Regions from separate parts of the Triticum aestivum genome. Here region 1 is linked to region 2. A link is a contact called in public Hi-C data. All regions are on one chromosome and are shown on one strand. The core of a region is the stretch at or near the end of the contact, and the rest is flanking DNA. Distances in the headings are between cores, read along the strand shown.

Region 1 (6,137 bases), core at 2,835-5,334, 310 kb before region 2:
CCCTAAGTACCTTGCATTGTACAAGGCCTAAGCATCACGGTTGAGATTTTTTTTTCCTAAACAAATAGGTAGTGCGTAGTTCAGAATGCTACGTACAAGTAGCCAAGTTGCGGTATTCCACTGGCATCAAGAGCGGGACCTTCCAAGCTGCAGTTTCTCAAACTCCTGATATAGACCATATCAATTAGATTAATCTGAGACTGTCATACATACTGTAAAAGAAAAGCAAGTTAAGATTCTTTATTTCTTTTGCAGAACTCAACCAAATTAAGGGCCATCCTCATTGCAATAATGACGACCAATGTGAAATCATCATTATTAATATTATAATTCATTTGAGCACATAGCTAAAAAAGCAGAGAGATGGAGAACATACTTACAACTTCAGAAGTGTGGTGATATTGCCATAAGATGAAGGAATTGAACTCCCCGAGAAGTTGTTATTGTCTAGCTGGCTGGGATCATTTTGAAAAGACGCAATTAGACGTGCAGTGAATGTTTATATATATCTTTACAAGTGATATCTCAAAGACATGTAAAAAGACTAAGAAAATGAACTGGAAGTTACTCGAGTTGCTATGGGTCTTCTTTCCAGTTACTTTGAATTACTCATGGTATATAAATAACAGAAAAATGCAAAATCGACTAGCAGTTATATTGTTTCAGCAGCATACAAGCTTTCAGTGATTTACTGCTGGCAAGAAATAATGCCCTAAAGATCAGGGTAAAATCAGAAGTAATCCTAAACAACTAACAGAGCTAATGCCAGTTAAAGCAACTTCCCAGTATTACGAGAATAAGCTATCACAAGGAACAGGCCAGCAGCTACTTTTCAGTAGAAGAGAACAGTGGAGCAGACATTCTTTGTTTGTGTTGCTCCCAAAGTTGTAAGTAAACCGTAAACTATTCATTTAAGCTACAAAACAACAAATACAGGAGAACTACTGCTTATGATCTTCATTTAGGGCCGACAGATCAGTCCAATTCATAATCAAAGATTGATATCCAGCCCACCCAACCAAAATAATCAAAAACTGTATATTATTCAAACTACTGCACAATAGTGGGCTTCATACACGATGAGCAGTTTTGGTAGCTGCAATAATTCTGGAGGAAGATAGCCAGATAAGTTATTGTTATCCAACAATCTGCAAACCAATTATACTGTCAGTGGGGTATAAATGAAAACCAATATTATGGTACAGCAGAGGTCAGGTACTTACAGATGAACAAGGGAAGGTAATCTGGACAGTTCAGGTGGAATTTGACCACTCAATGAATTATTGTTCATGTGACTGGATAGTAAATGGAAATCCATTAGGATAAGGATAACTATCACTCGTTAACAGAGAGGCTAAAACATATCCTACTTACAAGTGCTCGGTTTTGTTCAGGTTAGCGAATGATTTAGGTATGGATCCGGATATATGGTTCTGATCAATCTGAATCCTATTCAAATTAGGAACGAAGCCAATTTCCTCTGGTAAAGAACCAGTCAACTGGTTCCCATTTAAGAGCCTGCAAATATAAACAATGCACACCTTGTTACAGGAGCAAAACGAACTGTGAAATCATCTCAGAGAAACAACTATTTATTGAAACACCTGCAAGCAATAACTAAGTTAACATATACAGAAAAATGATAACCTCCATGTCTAACTAGAAATATATTAAGGAAATTGATTCAGGTAGACCATGTTTCTAATCCGTGGTGTAGATTTCGACTTACAATAGTTCCAGGGAAGTAATGTTGCCAACCTCCTTAGGAATGCTCCCACCAATTGAGTTCCACATAAAATCCCTTGAAAGGAAATTAAAAGTACTCAGTCGCCCCTTGTGCATGTAGGACTGGATTAAATGAACAGGCAATCCACACGATAATTACCGAGCTCAGCTCACTGCACTTACAATATTTTCATGCGAGACAGCTGGCCAAGCTCAGGAGCTAGAGTCCCAGATAAATTTAACCGTAGAAGCTCCCTATAATCACATAATACGAGGATATCATCAAGCGAAACATATTATAATAAAATGTCACAGGAATTAGATTCATCTGGAATTAAAATAAGCATGAGACTTTTCACTTTTCAGAGGGAAAATGCTCCTCTACTCCATCTATACACATTTTGCATCTTTTTTTACTCCACTTTCAGCTCCATCAAATATGCTGATACATAATTAACATGGTTTGCAAGAAGGTAATGAACGCTGCAATATTTTTCTGGTTTATTTAAATGAAGCTGTCAACAGACCAAAACAGAATCCAGGATGGCAAAATGATCTATTAAGAAAGTCAACAAAACTATATATATGACCAAGCCCAAGTTCTCAATTCATGACAAAAAGCAAGCCAGAATAGAAGCAAAGAAGAAGGGTTGTATAAATGATATGGGCATGATTGACAAGGAGAACACTTATGCACATACAGTTGCCGCACATGAAAGTATCCATCGCTTGCTGTTACATTGTAACAGATAACACGGGACCAATTTCCGACGCACGGATCTCCACGGTTCCAGTTATCGAGACGTCCCAGTGGATCACTCAAGCTGCCTCTGATAGCTCTCAAAGCATCGACTGCAGACCAGTTGAACCAAATGTACAGCAAGTTGGTCTCATAATGCAAGAAGGATGCAGAAAAAAAAATGTAGCACCCTGGACTCGTGTGCTCCTTTGCATCTCTCCTCAAGTGGGTCATGGTTATGAGGAAAATGTAAAATGAACAAGAACACCTACCAAATTAAACAAGAGGTATGGTGGTTAAGATGGATTTTACCTTCCCATGGTGCTGTGATCTGTGCACTCGTCTGTTGCACATGGGCAAAATAGAATGCGAAGATAATGGAGCAAATATAGAACAGTCGGGACCGTAGCATGACGCCGTTGTGGAGAAAAAATCCCCGATTTGGCGGTAATATTCAGAGTTCAGGGATGCAGGCTCCTTGTGATGGCAGAGCCAATCCCCTGAAAAGAAGCAGAGGAGAACGGTTACTTGTCCAGATCCAGGAACACGAAAATAATCTTGTCAGCAAAGCCGTGACGATGTGCCCTTATAGTACTTGGGACTTTGTTGACATGTGTATCCGGGAATTCTCAAAAGTCTGAGGAACACTCTGTGAAAAGCATACAGTCATGAAGCGCTTGGTGACCGGTAACAGCAATAAACACCGAAGATAGATTCAAGTGGTTATGTGATTGGGAGCATAAACTTGATATGGCATGGGAGATTTGGTGGAAGAAAAAAGTGTCAAAATCCTGCCTCCGCCGCGTGCATATCCACTGAAGGAGGCTAACAATCATGGTCATAGCATCATAACATGAATGAAGCTAACAAATAACAATCATGGTCATGGAGGAAGCTAACAATCATGGTCATGGCACCACACCATAGCATGAAGGAAGCTACAATGACTGCGCTTTTACGGAAGAATGAACGGATTCAATACCGCGCAAGGAAGACACCGGTGGTGAGTAATCGATCTGACACAAACAATGAAGTGGCAATGACAAGCATAGAAGGAGGAGACAAAGAATGGTGTCGATGGGTCAGTTAAAAGGTGTGACCGTGTGAGCAGTAAGCAGCACGGAGTCCTCTAGACAGTAGAGAATTGGAGTACGTGTTGTACTGTTGTGCTGGAGGTTGGAGAGGGGATTGACTAATGGGGAGGAAAGGGACGGCAAGCGGAAACTTTTCCTTCCTTTCCATGTTCTTCCATTATTGAATCCAATCCAAGACCTGTTCTTCCATATCTCGATCGTGGACTGTTCCTTCTGTCGCTCGCCATTGAAAGGGAAACGAGAAAAAGAATTGAGAGATCGGGGATGTGTCTCCCCTGACCTCAGCAACGCATACAATTCGCCGTTGAATCTGGTGTCAGCGGAACTAGATTGGGCCAGCAAAACCTAGGCGAGTAAGAAGAGGAACGAGTCAGGGTGAAAGATGCCGTACTTGAACGCCACGCCCACCCTGACGGCGCCTCATCCTCGCCGGCGCCGCTGGCCATGCTTGCTGCGCCACAGCGATGTGTTCCCACGGATCCACCGGACACCAGGGCAGTCAAGGGGACTAAGGGGTGGAAAGATGCCGTCACTGACGTTTGGGTCCACCATTATGAAGAGCGATAAAATGTTGAAGCCCTCTATTTTGGTCAAATTTCGACCGTAAGTTTGTCTAACAAAGAGTTAAATACACCACAGGTGCCCTAACTTGTCCGGCGCAGTCAGTTTGATGCCTAAACTTGAAAAATACACAAAAGTGATGTCATAACTTGTTTGGACTTTCAAATACGGTACCTCTGGACGTATGCCGCCGTATCGAGTGCCCGCGTGGCATGCCAACATGTCGCTGGGCCACATGTCAGTGGTTGCAGGCGCTGTGAGCTACGCGTGTTTTTTATAGGAATGCCCCTGGATTTTAATCAATCTTGCAAAAATACCCCTTGATTTTAAGTAATAATCGCAAAAAAATACAGGAAGCGAGCGTGCAGGGAATTCGAACATGTGACATCCTCGTCTTCTGACAATCGAGCGGACCAGGTGGCCATAGTCTGGTTTGCGCTTAATTATCAGCAAGCAGTTTATATAGATGATTGCATGTATCGCTCTGCGTATGCTTTTACCGGAGTAATTTTATTTATATTTATTTCCAAGTTACCATCTTGTTTTTCTTCGAGTGAAGTTTCTGTTTAGTTCTCATGATACATAAATTTTTTCCATGTGAAAAAATAAAATAATTATCAATATGAAATTTTGTCTATTTTCATTATTGTGTACTTTGAAGAGATAAACATGAACTTTTTCTAAAATTGATGTGGAATTAAAAAGTTGAACTTATCTTGAAAACAAAGTGAGCAGTTTTTGAAATACACGTTCACGTTCATGTTCATTTTTTTATTTTCCTATTATTTTAGAAAATGTTCACCATATTTTTTGATAATGTTGAATGCCTATTAAAATAATATTATGTAATATTATTCTTAAATTTCTACAAACACGCTTAACATGCTAGTACATTTCTAGAAGTTATTATTGTCACACAATAATATTTAATACACGTTGAACAGTTTTTAAATACAATATTGTCAATTTTAAATAATTGTGCATTTTAAAAATATAATGAAGATACACAATAATTGTTCTTGCTTATGGTGCTCAATGAGGATACATAAATTTACAGAATAATTTTTAATATACATTCATCTTTTTATGTCCACATAAATTTTAGAGAAAATTCATGTTTATCTCTTCAAGGTACACAATAATGAAAATAGAATAAAGATATAAAATCAACAATAATTGCATATTGATAATTATTTTATTTTTCATATGGGAAAATTTATCTATCATGAAAATTAAACAGGAACTCAGAAAAAAGTGAAGCAGTACTTCAAAAAAGCTGTAGAAAACATGTGCAAAGCGATACGTTTTTTTTCCGACAAAAGGTGAATTTTATTGGCTCAGAATGAAGCATCAAGAGAATACAAACATAATGAGCACACACCCGGCCTCTGCATAACTAAGATGCATACAGCCAACATCAACGCACACACACGCACACAAAAAAACACGCCGATAAATAGCAAAGTCAAATAAGACCAAAGCTATACACAGACGATAAAAAAACACAAAAACGATCAGATCGGTGATCAGCAAACTAAATCGGTGACCGTATCCGCACCAACCATCCCATGACATCCCACGATCGACGAGATTCTTCAATAGCAACGCCTTCAGGAAGGGATTGGCGCTCAAGCGCCGTCGTCACCGGATCCAACCATCCAAGGTCAGAATCTAGGTTTTCACCCTGAAGAACCTGAACAAGCATATCCGAGCAATGCCTTCAAGAAGGTAACGATGTAAAAGCATCGCCATTGCTAGGTATAACCAACTCGGGTCAGGCCTAGGCTTTCACCCCGGAGCTCGAACCAGGTGCTCAAGCAGCACCACCATCGACATCATATGTGTTGTCACCACCACTTTTCCACGATCCCAGCAGCTGCATGCGATGTGCTCAGGTGCTGCACAACCATCCCTTTGCGTCAAGGCGCCGTCCATAGTTTTTATCTCCCCGCCGAAGTAAACCACCGGATCTTGAGAGAGCACCATCAGAAAGACCTTTCGGTGATCACCACGCTTCA
Region 2 (6,048 bases), core at 1,596-4,095:
TTGTGTCTTCTGGATGACCATCTACATATATCTCCTTGCGAAGGAGATGAGATCCCTCACTCACAGCTGCTTCTTTGCCAGACCTTTGTTCTGCTCGATGTACGGGTAGGCTCTCTGGTACTGCAGTATCGCCCAGACGAGGTGCCTCCAGGAGAACTCAGGCCAGAGGGGGTCCGGGTTCTGCAGATGACTAAACGTCGTCTGCCACAGGAGGAAGTTGCTCAGCCGGGTCTCGCCCGAGGTCCGGATCACAATGTCCGGGTCCGGGCAGCCAGCGGTGTACATGTGGCGGTCCAGGTCGGCCACCGAGATATCCAAATGTGCACCGCCATTTGCGGGGTGGCCGTTGCGGCCACTGGCCTGCTGCCCCTGCATCATATCCCTCCGTTCTTTGCAGAGCTCGGTGACGGCGTTGGCGATTTCGGAGGTCGAATTGTACGGCATGCAGACGGAGAAGATCAGTCCTGTGTTCTCGGCGGTGCTCGCCATCAGCTTCTGGGCTGCCAACCGCACTGGTTCGGGAAGCATGTCCAGGTTCCCCCAGAAGTTGATCTTGCAGTTAACCTTGTTGATGACATTCTTGTTTTCCAACAGCTCGTTGATCTTTTCCTCCATTAATTCCATCAAGGTCTTGACCTCGCTAGGGTCACGTTTGAAATTGTCGATGCTGAATGCATACACCGTGATGTACTTGACACCCATCTCGTAACAGTAGATAAGACTTGCCATTAGAGCAGCGAACCCCACGCTGTGACCGGTGCCTTGCTTGATACTTCTGGACTTGGCATATCTGCGGTTCCCGTCCATAATAAACGCGATGTGTTTAGGCATCGGGCCATATGAGAGGACAGCTATGATGCACTTGCGCAGAAAATTCTGCAGACTTTCAACAACACCAGTCGCAATTATCTCATCAGGCTTCTTCTCAGTCAACACCTTTGGGTCCTAGGCCAACAAGATAAATATGGCACATCAGTGCTTTTACTAAGTGTCAGATAAAGTGAAGATGACAGCGCAGCAAAAAACGAGTCAGAGCTGTTTGAGGATCTTATTACATGGCTAATAAGTGAATCAAGCATTTCCAGAAGTAGGGGTCAACCAAGCAATGCACCGGTCTCACACCTGCAAACAGGAAAAAAAAAAACAAAAGTTTCAGACTTCTTTGCGTGGGAAAGGTTGTGAACGATCACCATCAGCAAATGTGCGAGATGTATATTATAAGTACTAAAGGATTAAGTGAGATCGACACTGAGAAGAAAAGCAGATGTCAAGGCAACAGTTCATGGCTTATGCTTCCCCCAGGACTTCTTTTTATTTGAGAAGTCACCGGTGGGCAAGACGCCCCACCTGAATATGTATTTCTCAAGCTGCAAAGCAGCAAACCCAGAGCCCTGGGAGAGTACAGATAAGAGTTTTGTGGCTTTCTACCCAACAAAAATTCAGGCAGGGAAAGAAATAAGCAGAACTGCAGGGAGATCACAGGTCCAGGTTTTGGAGGAATGGGCTCCAAACTGCCAGGTCTCCACGGTTTCAGGCTTCAGGCGGAAGGACCAAAGTTTGAGGTCGCCGGCAGCAGCGGCGACGGCATGGCTGACAGCAGGACGTTTGCTTTGGAACACCACATCGTGCCGATGATTCCAAATTCGCCAAAGGAGAAGTCGCACAGCAGGCCAGTGCTTTTGAGGTGCAAGAGGAGGAGACGGGACCTCCCAGATATCGCTGCAGCGGAGACCACGGTCGACGCCAAGGGCACACCAGACCTGCGCGACGCGGCAGCATGTAAAGAGCAGATAACCTGTTGTCTCGGACTCCCTGCCGCAGAGTTCCCCCAGGACTGTATGAACACGCATACAAAAGAGACGTGATCCTTCTTGTACTATCAAATATGGAGTAGATCCTATAGAAAAAATGGAACTGGGACGGGAAGACGGACTTCAGACTTGCATCACCAGATTTCAGCTGCCCAAAAGATCGCCTAAAGTGACACAACGATGAGGTCCCCTGGGCTTGAGACTAGCAGCCAAGGTTTTCGAGTCGATGATTGACGAGTCGTTCTGGGGGTAGAGACTCTTGACGAGTCGTGCCTGGCCGATGGACTCGAGAGGGGTTGAGTTGACATCTGGCAGTGGGATTCATGGACTAGTCGACGACTAGTCGCGCGACTCAAAAACAGTGCTAGCAGCAACAGCTAACAGGGCAGCTATCCAGACAACAACATGTAATCAACTTTCCTGCTGAAACTACCTTACGCGCATAGCACACAGCATGTTTTTTTCCTTTACCCACATGGACAAATTCCTATCGGGCAGAAGCTTCAAAATTGCTGCTCAGTCACAACTAATCCCGATCGGATAGCCTCTAAGCAGCACCCGTGACAATCAGGATGGGATGGCCAGCAGCAGCTCAAGAAAGCAAAAGCACACGCGCGCACGGCATACGCCTCAACCTCGTGGCTATTCCGTCGAACACTTGGCGGGCGCGGGCAAGCGACTCGCAGCCCACCCATGGAGCGGCCACGGAGAGAGATCGGCTTCAGCTCACCTGCGGGATGACGGTCCGGGGGCGGAGGAGGGGCGCCACCGGGGGCACTCTCGGAGTTGGAGGAGAGATCTGAGCCAGAAGGAAGCGGAGTGGCTCAGCTTGCAAGAGGAGAAGAAGAGGCGGCGGGCGATCTTGTAGCTGGCTGGCTGGCGGGCGGGCGGGGCAGCGAGTGGCGGTGAGAGCTCGCTGGCAGTTGAGCTCGTGCGGAATCTCGGCAGGACGAGAGCGACGGCGGGGGAGGGGAACGGGACAGGGGACGGGCGACGCGACACGTCGTGATAGCTCGCGAAGATTCCTGCTGTCTTTTTTTGGGGGGGAGGTCCTGCTGTCTGCGTGCGTGCGTGCGTAGCGGGCCGACGGCGACGGGCCCCGCGGGCCACAGTGACGACTTCGGCCTTCTAGTGCCGCTTTGGGCCCCTTTCCCCCCCTTTATTTGTTAGGTTTACTGCCCCTTTTTTTAGCTGGTTTATTGCAAAGAGTGAATATAAATCTTGTATTAAAAAAATCGTGCGTTTTAGGGGAAATTTGGGCTGTACATTTTCCTCCTGATGAGCGCTTTTATTAACTCACTAGGTAATTGCCCGTGCATTGCACCGGGGGCCTAGGGTGAAATAATAAAATAACGGAACCCCGCATATTATGAGGACACCACAAACCTCAGCTAATCTCTGTCATGAGGGGAAAGTATCAAACATATATATTCAGAATCCCATGCACATCTCAAGCAGCATTATCTTCCCTTTCTTACTATTAAATCATTCTTATTTTCCTCCTCCACCAACCAGACTTGCCATGCTTGTGTCCTCCAAGCCCATATAGAGTAGAAGATTAACACTCCATATTGAGAGAACAAATCAAGTTTAGTATGGGTTGTACCAGTGGCATGTTTGAGATCATAGGTTTTTTTGCTCATTATATATAAAATGTCAATTAAGATTTTGGTACACTAACATGCAAATATACTTTGAAGTTTAAGTCCCACTCCATCACAATCAAAATTAAATACACTACCAAAAGGTCCAGCAGAGAATCTAAAAAAAAGTCTATTGGCCAAACCGACGTCACATGCAAATACAGTTGTGCAAACACAGTTGCAACATGGCCACATATAATTGAGCAACAAGAACTTAGTCAGACTACAAATTCATGTTCATACAATCACTGACCAATTCATGAAGATCTAGCGCCCAAGCATATCATCAGCGGATCTGCAAGAAAAGTCACAGAGAACATGTATGTTTCAGAACAAAAGAAACTCACAGGAACGGAATGGAGTGCAAGATACAGAGAACATGTATGTTTCAGAAGATGGGTGATGCAATGGTAATTCTACAATCTTTTGGCATCGTGTTGCTTTCCTTTTGCCAAAGCACCAGTGGTTCTCCTTGCTTGCACTTGCAGGTAATGTTATTAGTACTATTCGCAAAAAAAAGGGTACTGAATATTGGTCAACTTTGGTGAACTTCTCCTTTCTTCTTTGGAGAAAAATCTGTGAGGCGTTACACATATTTCATTTTCATATATAAAAAGAAACATACTGGTACTGCCACTTTTACGGTCCATTCTTGACGCCCGTACTGCCTTACTCCCAAGTTCTTTTTTATGCAAAATCAACATATCGTTCTTTCTTATGCCAATGCGAGACAGTCGGGAAGGGACGAATGCCTGACGGCCGCAGCAACCAAGACGTGTACACATCATGCTTGCCGTAGCGGGCGTGATAGCTAGACACGCATACATCGGAGGGGAGGTTGGACAATGGTGGTTAGGTCGGCCATCCGTTGCGCCACTGAAAGCGGCAACAATAGCCTCCCACGGATCTGATTGAAGCGAGAGCCAACACCAGATATAGAAACATCAGAAGGGGACTCATAAGGGGACTCATAAGAAGGGGACTCATCGGAGATGACGCAAACACGTCTCCGCCGGCAACGCACCTCCGTAGCCTCCACGCGGCGCAGGTTTCCTACGGTGAACAGAATCACCGATGTTGTCACGCCTCGGATCTCGCAGGCTGCAGGTGCAGCACACCCGACCTGCACGAGCACGACCTGCAGGCTGCAACACAAGAAGAAACACACATGTTCAAAAATCAGGAGTCCCTCACGATTGACCTTAAGAAAGAACGAGGCGTCGCCAGCGGCGGCATCGACACCGTGTCCTCCTGACGAGACGAGCCCAGCGGCGGCAGCACCGGGAGGACATGAGCTCTTGCCGACCCCCTCCTCGACGTCAGGGGCAAAGTAGCTGCGGGCGGCAGCGACGAATCCCTGTGTCGCGCGCTACGGTGACGTTAGGGCGTCGCTGGCGAGAGATCATGAACGGGGAGCGTACATCCTCCTGTCGTTCGCGAGATGGGGGAGACTGTGGTGGCGGCTATATCAGAGGTGGGATAAGGTTAAGGGGAATCAATCAGCGTGGTTGTTTTAGGAAGGTCTTCAATGCAAAACCGACGTGGGGAAGGATGTGATAAAACCAATCGCAAGTGCAGCCGCAGGGAGGATGGACGAAACGAGCGGCGTAAGGTGGGAAACGGAACCTTGCATTTCTTTTAGATAGTTGAGAAAATGTAGCATCAAGCAGATTCAAAGCATGCTGAGCAAGATCCAGTCTCTGTATTCTAAGATGCACACAGTCAACACCAATAGTCACCCCCGTTTGTGTTTAACATATTGGGGCTGTACATAATCTTGAGACGCCAAAATAATACTTGGGGTGAGCAATGGCTAGATGTCATGTAATGGTGTTGCCTTTTAAGTGCAGGAGAGCCTTCTTTAATCTAGTAATTCCTCTAATATATATATTACTTATCGCTCAAGTAGATGTATCTAGATATATTTGAATGCTAGATACATCCACTTTGAGTGATAACTAATATAAATCAGAGGGAATATTTTTCTATGACTTCTTTAGTTCACTTGCAAACGAGCAATCCACCAAAATTGATCTACCATCGGTTGTCTATACTTGTTCCCGAGGAAATACATGCTCCTACGGTACAAGTTCGGGTATATAGGATAGCGCTGCGGAGGAAGTATATCTCTACTCCTAATGACTGAGTTGGTAGGATTGCATCCACGGTTTATTTTCGTCCGGTTTATTTTCGTCTGGTTTATTTTTGTTTGGTTTAATTTGGTCTCTCCTTCCATCATCATATCCTCACGTTGATTTTTTTTCACCCTCCCAATAAAAACTTTCTTAACATTTACAAACTTTCCCAATAAAAACTTTCTTAACATTTACAAACTTTCCTAACCAGACACCGTCACAAACAGGCAGGTACAGAAATCACATTACAAACATTAAAACCCTATTTTCATGAAAATCAATTCAAAATCCTAACTTTTCTAACGCATCGATTCTTACCTTTCCTATGTACCTCATTGGTGCCCCATTCGATGCCCCCTCCCACCAAATGTAAGTTCTTTCATCCCCTCGCACGATCCCCTCGAACCACCGTCAAAGTAAGGAAACACCCAGTGCCTTTGTTCCAAATCATGCCATTTT

The links. A called contact is a pair of places that touch in the nucleus more often than the background predicts.
Region 1: a contact with region 2 is called in a Hi-C map of leaf, with 4 times the contacts expected there. The contact joins the promoter of LOC123157091 here to the promoter of LOC123158859 in region 2. A contact is called at or near these places in 2 of 5 Hi-C or Micro-C datasets (both in leaf).

Annotation. Positions count from the first base shown.
Region 1 is chr7B:31,226,929-31,233,065 of IWGSC CS RefSeq v2.1, reverse strand. LOC123157091 (probable LRR receptor-like serine/threonine-protein kinase At1g06840) reads right to left here and starts at 4,084. Exons shown (of 21, transcript XM_044575333.1): 1 at 3,950-4,084; 2 at 2,777-2,964; 3 at 2,427-2,577; 4 at 1,909-1,980; 5 at 1,730-1,801; 6 at 1,375-1,518; 7 at 1,224-1,295; 8 at 1,077-1,148; 9 at 381-455; 10 at 97-165. The coding sequence starts at 2,876.
Region 2 is chr7B:30,915,599-30,921,646 of IWGSC CS RefSeq v2.1, reverse strand. LOC123158859 (dehydrodolichyl diphosphate synthase CPT3) reads right to left here and starts at 2,845. Exons shown (of 3, transcript XM_044576679.1): 1 at 2,542-2,845; 2 at 1,056-1,122; 3 at 1-945. The coding sequence starts at 1,079. The coding sequence ends at 61.